2 separate regions of the Sparus aurata genome follow, and region 1 is linked to region 2. A link is a contact called in public Hi-C data. All regions are on one chromosome and are shown on one strand. The core of a region is the stretch at or near the end of the contact, and the rest is flanking DNA. Distances in the headings are between cores, read along the strand shown.

Region 1 (5,911 bases), core at 3,216-5,715, 150 kb before region 2:
GTATCTGTGATGTTGAGTAGACGCTCGCCAAAGCTGGACTGAAATTCTGAAAGCAAAACAGAGGCTGAGAGCTGTAGATGAATCCAAACTTGAGTATTCCCGACAGCAGGACGGTGTGTGTTTGTGTCTGTGTTCATCGTTTATAAAAAGAGAATTCTAGAATCTCACCGTCTTCATCCTTGAATGCCTCTCTGCTCTGCAGCGGGTGGATCTCAGCGCTGACCGCCCTGAATACCAGCATCCCTGTGGGCATCATAATGATCCTCATCGCCGCCCTCTTCACCGCACTGGCTGTCTTGTCGCTCATCATGTTCAAAAAGGTAAACGCACAACAAGGAGGTTTAAATGATCGTCCCCATCATGGAGGAAGGAGATTATGACTGGATGTATATTTATGTCTGAACTGTCCCTTTAAAGTCCCCACAGTTGTAAATCACCTCCTCTTCCTCTTCAGGTCCATGCGACGTACCGAACCACCGGCGCCAGTTTCGAGAGAGCCCAGCAGGAGTTCGCCACGGGTGTCATGTCCAACAAGACGGTCCAGACGGCCGCCGCTAACGCCGCCACCAGGGCCGCACAGGGAACCTTCAAGGAGCAGATCTGATTGGTCCAGAGAGCTTGCTCATCCCTCCGTCCAACCCTCACCCCTCCCTCCACCTCCCTCATCTCTGCTCATCCAGCGTCCTTTGAGCCGGCTGGCCTGTTTGAACACACGGAGAGTCCCGCAGCCTTCTGACGATCAAACTCAAGTGGTTCACGTGAGGGCGCCGTCCAGTCTCCGGTGACGTGGGACTCGAACAGAACCACCTTCATCACAGACCCCTCACCTGCGCTGCACTCCTACCACTCAACCAGCGTGCTCTACTGTATCTGCTCTGTGTGAGTTTGTGTGCGTGTGTTCAACTAAATGAATGTTTGTGTGTGACAGATTCTGATGTAGCTGAACCGACTGTCTGAACTCACCTGGCCATCATCGGCTTCCTGCGTGTCTTTGATTCGTCGCTCTGATCACTACTTCCTGTTTTTAAATTAAGTTATTATCAGACAGACGGAGGTCGTCTCGCACTTTCACTCACTTGATGCACATGCAGCATTATTCTGATTTACTTTGCTGTTTTCCATAAGTGCAGAAGTCGACAGTGCTGCCCCCTGGTGGAGAGACTCTGTACTGTTGAAGATGAATGCTGTGCATTCCACTTCACTGCCTTGCCTTCTACTTCCTGCTTTCCTCTGAATTTGGTTTAAGAAAGTGTGTAGTCTGACTTCCTTAAAGGCCCGTGTCCATTTAGAGTTCTTTTCCTCTCTCTCAACTCTTCAGAAAAAGTGTCTGGTCATGTCACTGTCGGTTATTTTCTTTCCCATGGCCTTGGCGAAAATATTCACCGTATTCTTGTCTCCTGCGGATCATTTCATCACTCACATCCTCCTCGCTCTGATGACCTGAGAGAACAAACAGACAGTAAACCACAACTGGGGCGGAGTCGATCATTAGGCAGCAGCTGCATGCAACGTCTTTTCTCTCAGTGCACAAAAACTTCATCCTCAACTTTTCTGCGTGAACAACCTCCCGTGTGGACACGGGCCATGAAGTGTCGCCCCGCATCTTATTCAGTATCAAACACTGTCAGTGTTCATGACGGTTATCATTATCTGATCATCAGCTGATTAATCCAGATCGGTTTGAAAAACAAAGCAAAGATGTTCAAATTATGAAAGAAAGAGAAAACCAACAAATATTTGGCCTTTTCTTCTTGCGCAACCGTTAATGAAACGTCATTACCACTATCAGACGGACGTCCTGACTGACTGTCTCATGTGTGACAATGAGCGAATGTTTAATTTCTGTGGAAAGTGTTCAGTGCCGTAACATGGATCAGGCTTTTGTCTGAGTCCTAGTTAATTGATGGATTAATTAAGCTGCAGTACGTCATCCTCCATGAAACTGTGCCTGTTTTCAGCGTTCAGTGACCGTGTGGAAGGACAGAGAACAGAATGAAAACATACGTTTAATCTGTTTTAACGGCTCCGTTCCAATCAGAGCCGTCGTTCTCTGAGAACAGTTACAGACGGTGTTTCATACTCAGAAGATGTTTTGATTTTGGACGCTCGATCACTTTAAAGTATTTATCTGCTTGAAATCTTCTGCCTATAACATTCTACATATCCATTGTGAAATTAAAGCCAAGTTGCACTTTAAATCCGCTCATTAGACTCTTTGTGTGCAGAGTGAAGGATCGCGACTTCCTGCTCGTTAATTCGTACACGTAACGTTCACCAGCTGAGTTCAGCACAGCTCTCACACGAAGAAATGTATTGATGACGACCCACCGCTCCGTGTGCACAGCTGCATGTTTCTACAGGTGATCTGAAGAGGAAAGTGTCACTCGTCTCCGGCTCTGCTCGCGTCCTGGAGACTTACCTCAGTTTAACTCAGGATGTTCTCTTCACCTGCATGACGAGGTTAAAAATGGTATGAGAGTGTATGAAATTAGACAGCCCTGTTTTTAAATATACATGCTGTAAATCGATATATTGCAATAAAAGAAAAACGAGTTAAAAAGAAGACAAACATGGCCAGTAAACGTTGATGTCATGCTCTGATCAATGCCGACATTTCATAATCTGATCGTCACCAATCAAATGCATCAAATCTGGACTTCTTTGAATGTGTCTTTTTCTATAACGTGACCTCATGTTGCTGCACAGAGGTCTGAATGTGTCGATCACTCTGTCGGTGTGTGTCACGTTTAAACCAGTGAAGCCTTCGTATGTGTGTGTTGTGCAGGAGTGTAAATAAGACGGAGTTTGGCCTTCAAGTCTTAATCTGTGCAGGTCAGAGTCTCAGATCCTTCTGGACTATCTGGATCTATTTTTCTTCTGTTGAAGCTTTCTGCGACATGCCTTGTTTTCTGCTCAGTTCTCTCTTCTTTTTGTTTTATATTTCACGCTGTCTTAATTTGGACCAGTGCATGTGTACTCTTAAAGGAACAGTTCCCCCAAAATTAAAATCCAGTCATCATGTCCTCCTGATGATATAAAGTCAGGTGAAGTGTTGTAGTCCACAGAACAGTTCTGGAGCTTCATGGTAAAACATCATTGCAGCATTCTGCTGAACAACTGAAGTAACTGGAGACTTTATAACAACGTGACAACAAAAAATGGCTCCATAGAGTTCTCAAGCTGGCCTCAAGGTCACACATTGATTCAAAAAGACTTTATTTACTCTGTTTTAAAGGTTGGATTTTAGATTTTGGGTGAACTGTTCCTTTAATGATAATCAGACTGAGCTGCACCAACAGAACTTTGCTGTTTATTTTAAAAAGTTAAATGTGAGAAAGGCGTTAGACTGCACTGCAACGTGAACTGTGATGTTCTGTCGATGGACCGTGGCTTTAAGCTTCATAATCAACATGGTTTGTGGTAGAAACACTGAGAATGAACTCAGAAGCATCTCTAACATTAAATCTTTATTGAAATTATTGATAAAACGTAGTGAGGAATGTTTGTATATTTTGTACAATTTACAGACGGTCGGCTGTTTGCTCTGAATTTTGCTGTAATTTTTGAAAAGCACTCTGGTTTCACCTTCAGTCGCATGTTGAGTAGTTTGAGTTTTGTATATTTATTGTATTAACACTGAATAAAACTCTTCTTCTGTATGTGTTTTATTGTTTCTGTTCGTGTGTAAAGTTATAAAGGATTGTCTAAATAGAAAATAAAGTAAAAAACTCAAATGTTTTTTTTTTTTCCATCAGTGAGCAAACAAGCTGCTCTCAGAGGAAAATAAGGTCACAGAACACTGTTTGAAGCTAGGAAGGTGGCAGGGTCCGCCACATATAAACAAAATAACACAGTATGAAATTGTGTTCAAAAGCACACAGTGTCTCTTTAAGTATTAAAAATATATTTACATGTGTATGTACTGTACACCAATTATTGGATCTAATATTCAGAATTATTCTGATTGTCTAAATCAGTGATTGAGATTGAGCTAAAATAAATTAATTTACAAAATCCACTTCTTTGGCTCTGATGCAACATGTAATCTGTAAAGTAACTAGTAACTAAAGTTATCACATAAATTAAGTAAAAGTAGAAATATTTTCCTGAAATGTAGTGAAGTGGAAGACGAGTAGCAGGAAATGGAAATACTCAAAACTGTACTTAAGTTACATTAAATGACTGTTGTTGACAAACTAAATGCCAACAATTTCACCTCAGATAATTTAAAAAGATAACGCGTATGTTATTGATTACCAATAAAAAGAGATTTTTCTTTTATTTACGTAAAAAACGTTGATAAGTACGTAATGTTCTTCTTCTCTGACAAGTTCCAAGTGCCGTTCGCTGTTACCATGGCAACAGAACGGCCCGGGGCGTGTCCAGCATAGATCTAGACATTCTTGAAGGTGCACGCACTTTGTACGTCAGCACGCGGCTCTGTCTAGTCGCTGTCGATCTATGCTCCGTGTGCAGCGGCAGCCCTGTCATGTGACACCGACTTGTCCAGCTCACACTTCCGCTACTGCGTGTAAAAGTTGAGTGAAATCTCGGAGAAGTTTACAGGAAGACTGTTGCCAAGTTAATGAGCACTTTATAAGTTTGTGCGAGTTTAAGTTCATTTATCGGGAAGTTGTTTGAATGCGGAACATGTCGACGGCGGTCCTGTACAACGACCAGGGAGGAGCGGAGGCTGCCGTGGAAGCGGGTCAGGAGAGCACCCCGACCACCTCCAGCTCCGGAGCTGCCTTCGGACTCTTCAGCACCGACTTCAAAAAGTAAGCTAGCTTAGCATGAGTTCCGTCTGCTGTTAACGTTGTGAGTTTGTGCTGAAGTTGAGCAGTTATGGTGACCTTTAAGGTGGAGCTGACCCGAAAAGAGACCGGAATGACCCCGCAGCATCAACAAGCTAGGCGGTGATGGCGACTGACCGTTAGCTGCTCGTTAACTGTCAACATTCTGAAGCGTTGTCGAGACGTTTTGTTCGGTTTGTTTGTCCCCTGTGTGTCGCCGTCCTTTGACATGAACTCACTTTTTCACAAGAGACAGTAGCTGCAACATAAAGTCTAAAGTAACAGACAGAAATATGCAGATTTGATCATGTTTATCATGAAGTTAACTGTGTTTAAAAGTAGCTGCACACCTGGAGACTGTTACTCTTCCTCCATTAAGGTTGAGGGTGTTATTTAGGAGAAGTGTTGATGCACGATATGGATTTATTTCAGCCAATAACCGATAATTGCCTCCTTATTCTAATTCTCCTCATTAATAAGATCAAAACACGATGATTTCACACAAGTTCCTAACCTGTAGTTACACACCTGAAGGTAAAAAGGCTAAGATGTTGTGACAAAATGGATGATGCAGTGATTTCTTCTTCTTCTTCGTCTTCTTCTTCTTCTACTTCTTCTTCTTCTTCTGTGTTTTTCTTGGATCTTAAACAGCAGCTAACTGAGTCAGATTCTGTAAACACTGCTGTAAATAAGTCAATTAAAGCAAGTTAGCTTCACATTATTGGCTCTTTTCATCACCTAGAAACTACAGCCCTATCAATAAGTAGCTGATAATATACATTTCCTGATATCAGGCCAGTAATTTATCAGTGTAATGTGAATCACACCAAGCTGAGCTGTGTTAAGAGATTCGATCTGCTGCGATTTGATCAACTAAACCATGTAATATTCTGGTGTCCAGAATCCAAATATTGTAATATTTGTTTAAATTTTGACGTTTCAATTCACTGACTTTGTCTTAAAAACCTGGAAAAGAATGCTAGATGGACTGTTTCATTAGAGTTCACTCAAATCTCTTCAGTTTTATACAGACTATGTTTTTTGCAGCGGTTAATATAAAGTTTAGTTGGTGACAATGAAAGCGGGACACAATAAGAAAGAGCTTCAAGCATTCATAT
Region 2 (6,057 bases), core at 2,786-5,285:
ACTGTTCACTGTTTCCAGAGGATGAACCCAGACCTTGTGATGCATGATGTCATCTCACCAGGTGTGTTTCAGCTTCAGGCGGGTTCAGAAGTGACGACCAGCGAGAGAAGTGACAGCTCGTCCGGAGGTTAGCGTAGCCGCTTTAGCATCAGATCTATCAGAACAAAGAACGACTCTGGAAAAGACGTTTTCTGTCGTCTCTCCGCGGACTCGTCTGGTCGGAACGCTCGTCAGCTGTTGATCTGATTGGTTGAAGTTAGCGTTTATAGACGCTGAATGACAGATGATTTGTCCGATCCCCTGCTGGGCACCGTCAAGATTTCACTTCTTCTATTGGATGGATTCATGTTCCCCAGAGGATGAACCCTCCTGACTTTGTTTGTCGATCCTCTCACTTCTCCTCTCGAGCCACCACGAGGTCGATGTCGAGGTTCTGAGTTGGATGTTCTGTGGGTTGACTGGTATCAACACTTTGGTCTGGACTGAAGAATCTCGTTGTCCCCAGAGGATGAATCCTGAGTTTTCATCAAGTGTCACCATGAGGTTGATATTTTTGTCTGGATGGATTTTCTCAGACTGTTTAACAAATATTCATGTTCCCCGAAGGATGAACTGTAATTAGTGATAATAATCTTATTTTCCATCTGGTGACATCATCAGATCAGAACTTTAATTTGTCCAAAACTTTAGTTCATGGTCAAATACAACCAGAACGAAAACATGAATTATTAATAACTGTAAAAGTGTTAAGATATTACTTTAATTAATATATATGTCAAAATATTTGGATATTAATGTACTTTAATAATCTAAAGTAGAGGTACAAGTAAATAATACGTATAATTACATGTATGTTTATATTCTGGTTGACAAATTCAGCGTGATGATCAGAATTAATGTGAGTTTTTTAATCCAACTGGTGAAAAAACTATATTCTAAAATGTGACATGAAATCTGAAAAGTAACTAAATGTATTTGTGTAACTATGTATATTGTGTTATTTACTTGTTTGTTGTCTTGTGTGGTGGATTTACCTCCTCCAGCAAAACGAATTTAAATAAATATGTTGTAAATAAAGTTTTCACGTGATGTTGTGGAGTAAAAAGTAAAATATTTGCCTCTCAGATTTAGTGGAATGGAAATACTCAAGTACACAGTATTCAAATGTACTTAGTTACATTCCATCACTGGCTAATTAGTAGATGTTAGCATGCTAACGGGGAGCTAAGATGGAGCACATGTTAAACATTAAACCCGCTAAACGTCTCATTACGGGCGTGTTAGCATCCTGACATTAGCATGTAGCTCAGAGCGAGTTCAGCCGCCGTCCTGCAGCTTCAGTTCTCGGCTCACGTTCCTTCACATCCTCTGAATTAATCCCACAGACTCACAACACTTCTCTACATATTTGACCTATTCATCCAGACATCTGACACACAGTTAAACAAACAGAGCGTCGCCCGTCCCCAAATCTAAAACCCATTCCCTCCACCTCACCCAATCGCTCTCCCCTAACCCTCCTCCTCCTCCTCCTCTCTGCAGCTGCCCTTGAGCTTTTCTATTACCGCATGGAAAGCACCTCGCAGCCCCTGACAAGCGCGGCGGATCGACACTAAATCAGAAATCAGTGCCAGCCGCAGATCTGAGCCACCATGAAGGTCACAGGCCCTACACTGCATGTCGTCTCAATCGGGGGAGCAGGAGTAGACACAGCTAGGGTGATGTGTGTGTGTGTGTGTGTGTGTGTGTGTGTGTGACTGTGTGTGTGACTGTGTGTGTGATGTGTGTGTGTGTTAACAGAGGAGGAGAGTGGAGGATGGAGGATGGAGGATGTGAAGAGAGACAGCAGGTCAACATGAACGCATGAATCCAGGTGGAGGAAACAAAGAGAAGTGAAATCACACGAGAATCAAACAAACCATTTTGATGTTTTGAAGATTTATGCTCATGATTCAGATCAACACAACAGGAGGCTCCTGGTTCTGGTTCTCTGTGGTTCATGGAGGTGTGAAGCTTCCTCTCATCTCATGGGATTGTCACACACTGCCATCTAGCTGCACAAAGGAGGACGACGCCTGTTTAAACTGCAGCTGACTGTGTTGGAACTTCATATTTCACCTCCAAAAACAACAAAAAATAGAGTTTTACTTTGGATGTTTTTTGTGACATCACGGCTTGTTTTGAACACAATGAACGAGTTCTGTGGACAAAGACAGACTTTTAATGTGAAACACTTTTAGAAAGAGGCGTCCTCAGCTGATTACAAACATTTAGATAATAAAATGTGAGTTTAAATATGGAAGTATCACTGAAATCTGAACATCTGATGAATTCAGGTTCAAACTTCTTGTTTCATGTCGTTGACGTTTTAGAGTCAAAGGTTTTTACAGATTTCTCTTTTCATCTCCTCATAAATCATAAAATACTGTCGGCAGCCACGAAAAGAAATCAATTATTTCCATGTTTTTAAAATTGTCTATAATGACAATAACATTTTATCTATAATCTTCTATAAATCAGGCTGTGAAACTCTGGTGACTGTCAGAGAGGCTGAAGTGAAGAATTCTGAGAAAAACTCATTTTAATATTCTGGATTTTAAAATTCAGACATTTTAGACAGAAACTGGTGAAGAGGAAACAAATGTTAACTCACATGTCTCATCATTAAAACTCCCCCGATGATCTAACTGAATATGTAAACATTTCCATAAATGTTCAGAGGAGAAATATGAACTCAAATTAACACCTAGATTTTTATTTTTTGACATTTTCTTCTCACTAGATGAGAAGAAGAAATCTGATCAGAATATGAAAAAATGTCTTAAAATCAGACGGTGAAAATATTCAGCGCGACACACGATGAGCAGAAAGTGAAATCCATCCAAACCAAATGTTGTTTTACTTTATAAGGTTCTTCACTCTAAAACCCCAATTAGTTAATTGAACTCCAAACCACTGTTGGAACTGATTACATAGACAAACTGCAGTAACATTCACTCAGTTTCTCAAGTTAAATGACCTTTAATCAGTAATATGAAGTGTTTTTCTCAAGTTATTTAGTTCTCACAGTAAAAACAAAAGCAGGTACAGCTAACATACATTTTTTATATGGAGTTTTTCAGTTAATGTTTACTTTTATGTTTCAAGGTGAATGAACGTGTCTAAAGTCTGTTACAATTGATTAACACGAGGTTGTAATAACATACTGGGTACTTGGATCATTTTAAACACATGCAGACAATTAAAATGCAATTCACTGTTTTATTGATCAACCATGAAACATTAACCAGACAATATTTATATTGTTTTGTAAAATTCTGTGATTAAACATGATTATATGCAGACTTTTAACTGTGATGTTAGTGAAAATACTTAATATTATTAATAATAATAATCAGTCAGACCTGGTTACACTGATTACATATTTAGAGATTCTGTGATGAAGATTTTATTTCAAGAAGATTTTAAATCTTTAAATCTGTCGTAATTAATTATTCATTATTCGATGGGTGTCAAAGAGTTTGATTTTCTTTTCTTTTCTTTTAAAGAAGTCAAAATTGCACAGAAACACTGTTGTTTGGTCACCACATGTACGTTGTTGTTATCTGCTATATCACTGTTGACTAATACAATAAGAACAATAATCATGTGCAGATATTATCCAGTAAATCATCAGCTTATCAACTTTAAAGGATAACAGAATAAATAGTTTTTATTCTTTGTGATCTATTCTGGCACTGTGACCATAAACCTTGTCCCTGATTTTGACTTTATAACTGGAGAATGTTTTGTTTTGATTCAGTAAAAGTGATATTAACCTAATTATTCTCTCAGCATAAACCAACAAACCAACAAATCCAGATTTAATAGATCAATTCTTCTGTTATTATATCTGAAGCTGAGCATGCAGCTGATGTTCATTGTGTTTAGTTAATGAACACATGATGAACTCTTTGTTCCTGTAACAAAGAATAAAACACAACCAGCAGTTTGTTGTGCTTGCTTCTCTTTTTTTTATCGTCCTGGATGAATCGCGTCCCTCCAAAGCTTCCGTAGTTTGAGTCACATGAGCGGTTTGTTGTGGTCGTCAGTGAATTTAACCTCTTTTAAAAACATGCAGCCGGCTCACAAACTGCTGCTGAAACGTCACATTCACTGACGTGTGTTTAAATTATCCGGTTAACGTAACGAAGCGTGTCATCTTCTCATAATTACCGATAATTAGCGCGGTAATAATCGAGCGGAAGTGTCTCGTGTTTCTGTTTACGACCGTTATAGCGTAATGACGTTAGCTTGTTTGTTATGCTAACGTTCGCGCTAGGCTAGCTATGATTCCGGCTCGTTTTCAGATTAATATATAAACGGACTTCATTCTGCTCATCAGTTAGTCGTTAATCGTTAATATTGACGTCATGCTGCGGTGGATCCTCGGTGGTCGCGAGGCTCAGGGCTCCGCGGAGGTAAGAGAAGTAACGGAAGCTAACGTTACCTGAGACAAGCTAATACTGAAAGTGTAAGCTAGCTGTCAAGAACATTAAAATGTACAAACTGTGAGGTAATTTATTACAGTTCCAACATGTCCAGAGTGAACAAACGCTTCTAACACGGGAAATAAGACGTGAAACATGAGCTAGCTGTCACGTTACTCCACCAGCTTCATGTTTAATGTGTCTTATTACTCTTTTTATCTCGATGTGATGAATGATGATGATGTCTGAGCTGATGCATCATGTTACTGTCTGATCTCCACAAGCTTCATGTGTCTGTAGAATAAGATCTGCGAGACTGACGAGCACTGATGGAAGTAACTGAGTATATTTACTCAAGTACTGCGATTCTAAGGTACTTGTACGAGTACAATTGAGGGAACTGTTGTAGTTTTTTTTACTCCTCTACATGAATGCAGTGTTGGGAAAGTTGTTTTCAAAATGCAAAATATTACATATGATTAGTTACCTTCATTTCAGCGTTACTGTCTGAGTAGAGTAATGGATTACTTACTACTTTAAACAAAATACCCTCATTTCAGTCACACAGAGACTGAACACAGAACTTGTAGTCTCGGCTGTATTAACGAACAGGTTCTATATTAATATGTTAAAAAAAAACAACAGTACACGCCTCACTTCAGTAACAGGCATTGTAACATGTTATGTGACATAACTGTAGTAATATATTACTGAAATATTATTAGTAACGTGTTTTATCTCGCTGTCACCGCTAAAAGAAATATATTGATGTGTTACCCAACACTGCATTTATTTAAAGTCAGTAAGTAAGTAAAGTTTATTTGATAAAGCAGCGTTCACACAGCGAGGTCACAAAGTGCTTCATGAATAAAATCAGTTTACATATCGAACCAACAACATGAACTCCTCTCAAATCAAAAACAAAACTCAGTCAGATGAAATAATCTGACAGTGAAGTGAACGAAGCAGCGCTGGAAATGTTCAGGAATCCTGAAGGATGATTGATCGAGTCGGCTGTTAGAATAGTTTCATACTGAACAACATCCAACACATTTCATACATGTTGAGCAGATAATAAATTTTTTTTACTACCAATTCAAGAAATTGCTATAAATTTGCATTCCTACTAGTTAATTTGCTGAAGAGCTGCAAAATAAATCGATTTACTTAGTTGTCAACTATTAAATGAATCCCAAATTACTTTGATAATCTATTTCAGTTAATAAAAGATAAAAAAATAAGTAAGAACAATCTGATTTCAGCTTGTTAGCTGTGAATATTTTCTGGTTTCTTTCCTCCTCTGTGACTGTAAACTGAATATCTTTGGACATTTGAGGATGAAACACCCATTGACATTTTCTTTTTCAACCAAACCACTAATCGATTAATGTGGAAAATAATCAACAGTAAGAGGAACTGTTTGTTGTAGCTGTAATAATTCAGCGTCTCTGAGCCCAGAGAGTGAAACCATCTGCCGAGTTTAAAGGAGGAATGGAAACAAAAGACGAGTCGCTGATATTCAGCGCAGCTCTGGACTCCCTCGGCTCTCTCTCGGCCTGTTTGTCTCAACACTTTCCCTCGTGTGTCT

The links. A called contact is a pair of places that touch in the nucleus more often than the background predicts.
Region 1: a Hi-C map of an unstated tissue shows a contact between it and region 2, with 2.7 times the contacts expected there. The contact joins the promoter of ap3b1a here to the promoter of wdr41 in region 2. A contact is called at or near these places in 2 of 2 Hi-C or Micro-C datasets (skeletal muscle and an unstated tissue).

The regions. Positions count from the first base shown.
Region 1 is chr12:27,992,293-27,998,203 of fSpaAur1.1, reverse strand. ap3b1a (adaptor related protein complex 3 subunit beta 1a) reads left to right here and starts at 4,465. Exons shown (of 27, transcript XM_030436126.1): 1 at 4,465-4,778. The coding sequence starts at 4,642. It overlaps LOC115592868 (secretory carrier-associated membrane protein 1), which reads left to right. Exons shown (of 9, transcript XM_030436076.1): 8 at 203-320; 9 at 455-3,659. The coding sequence ends at 604.
Region 2 is chr12:27,840,185-27,846,241 of fSpaAur1.1, reverse strand. wdr41 (WD repeat domain 41) reads left to right here and starts at 4,035. Exons shown (of 13, transcript XM_030436747.1): 1 at 4,035-4,460. The coding sequence starts at 4,413.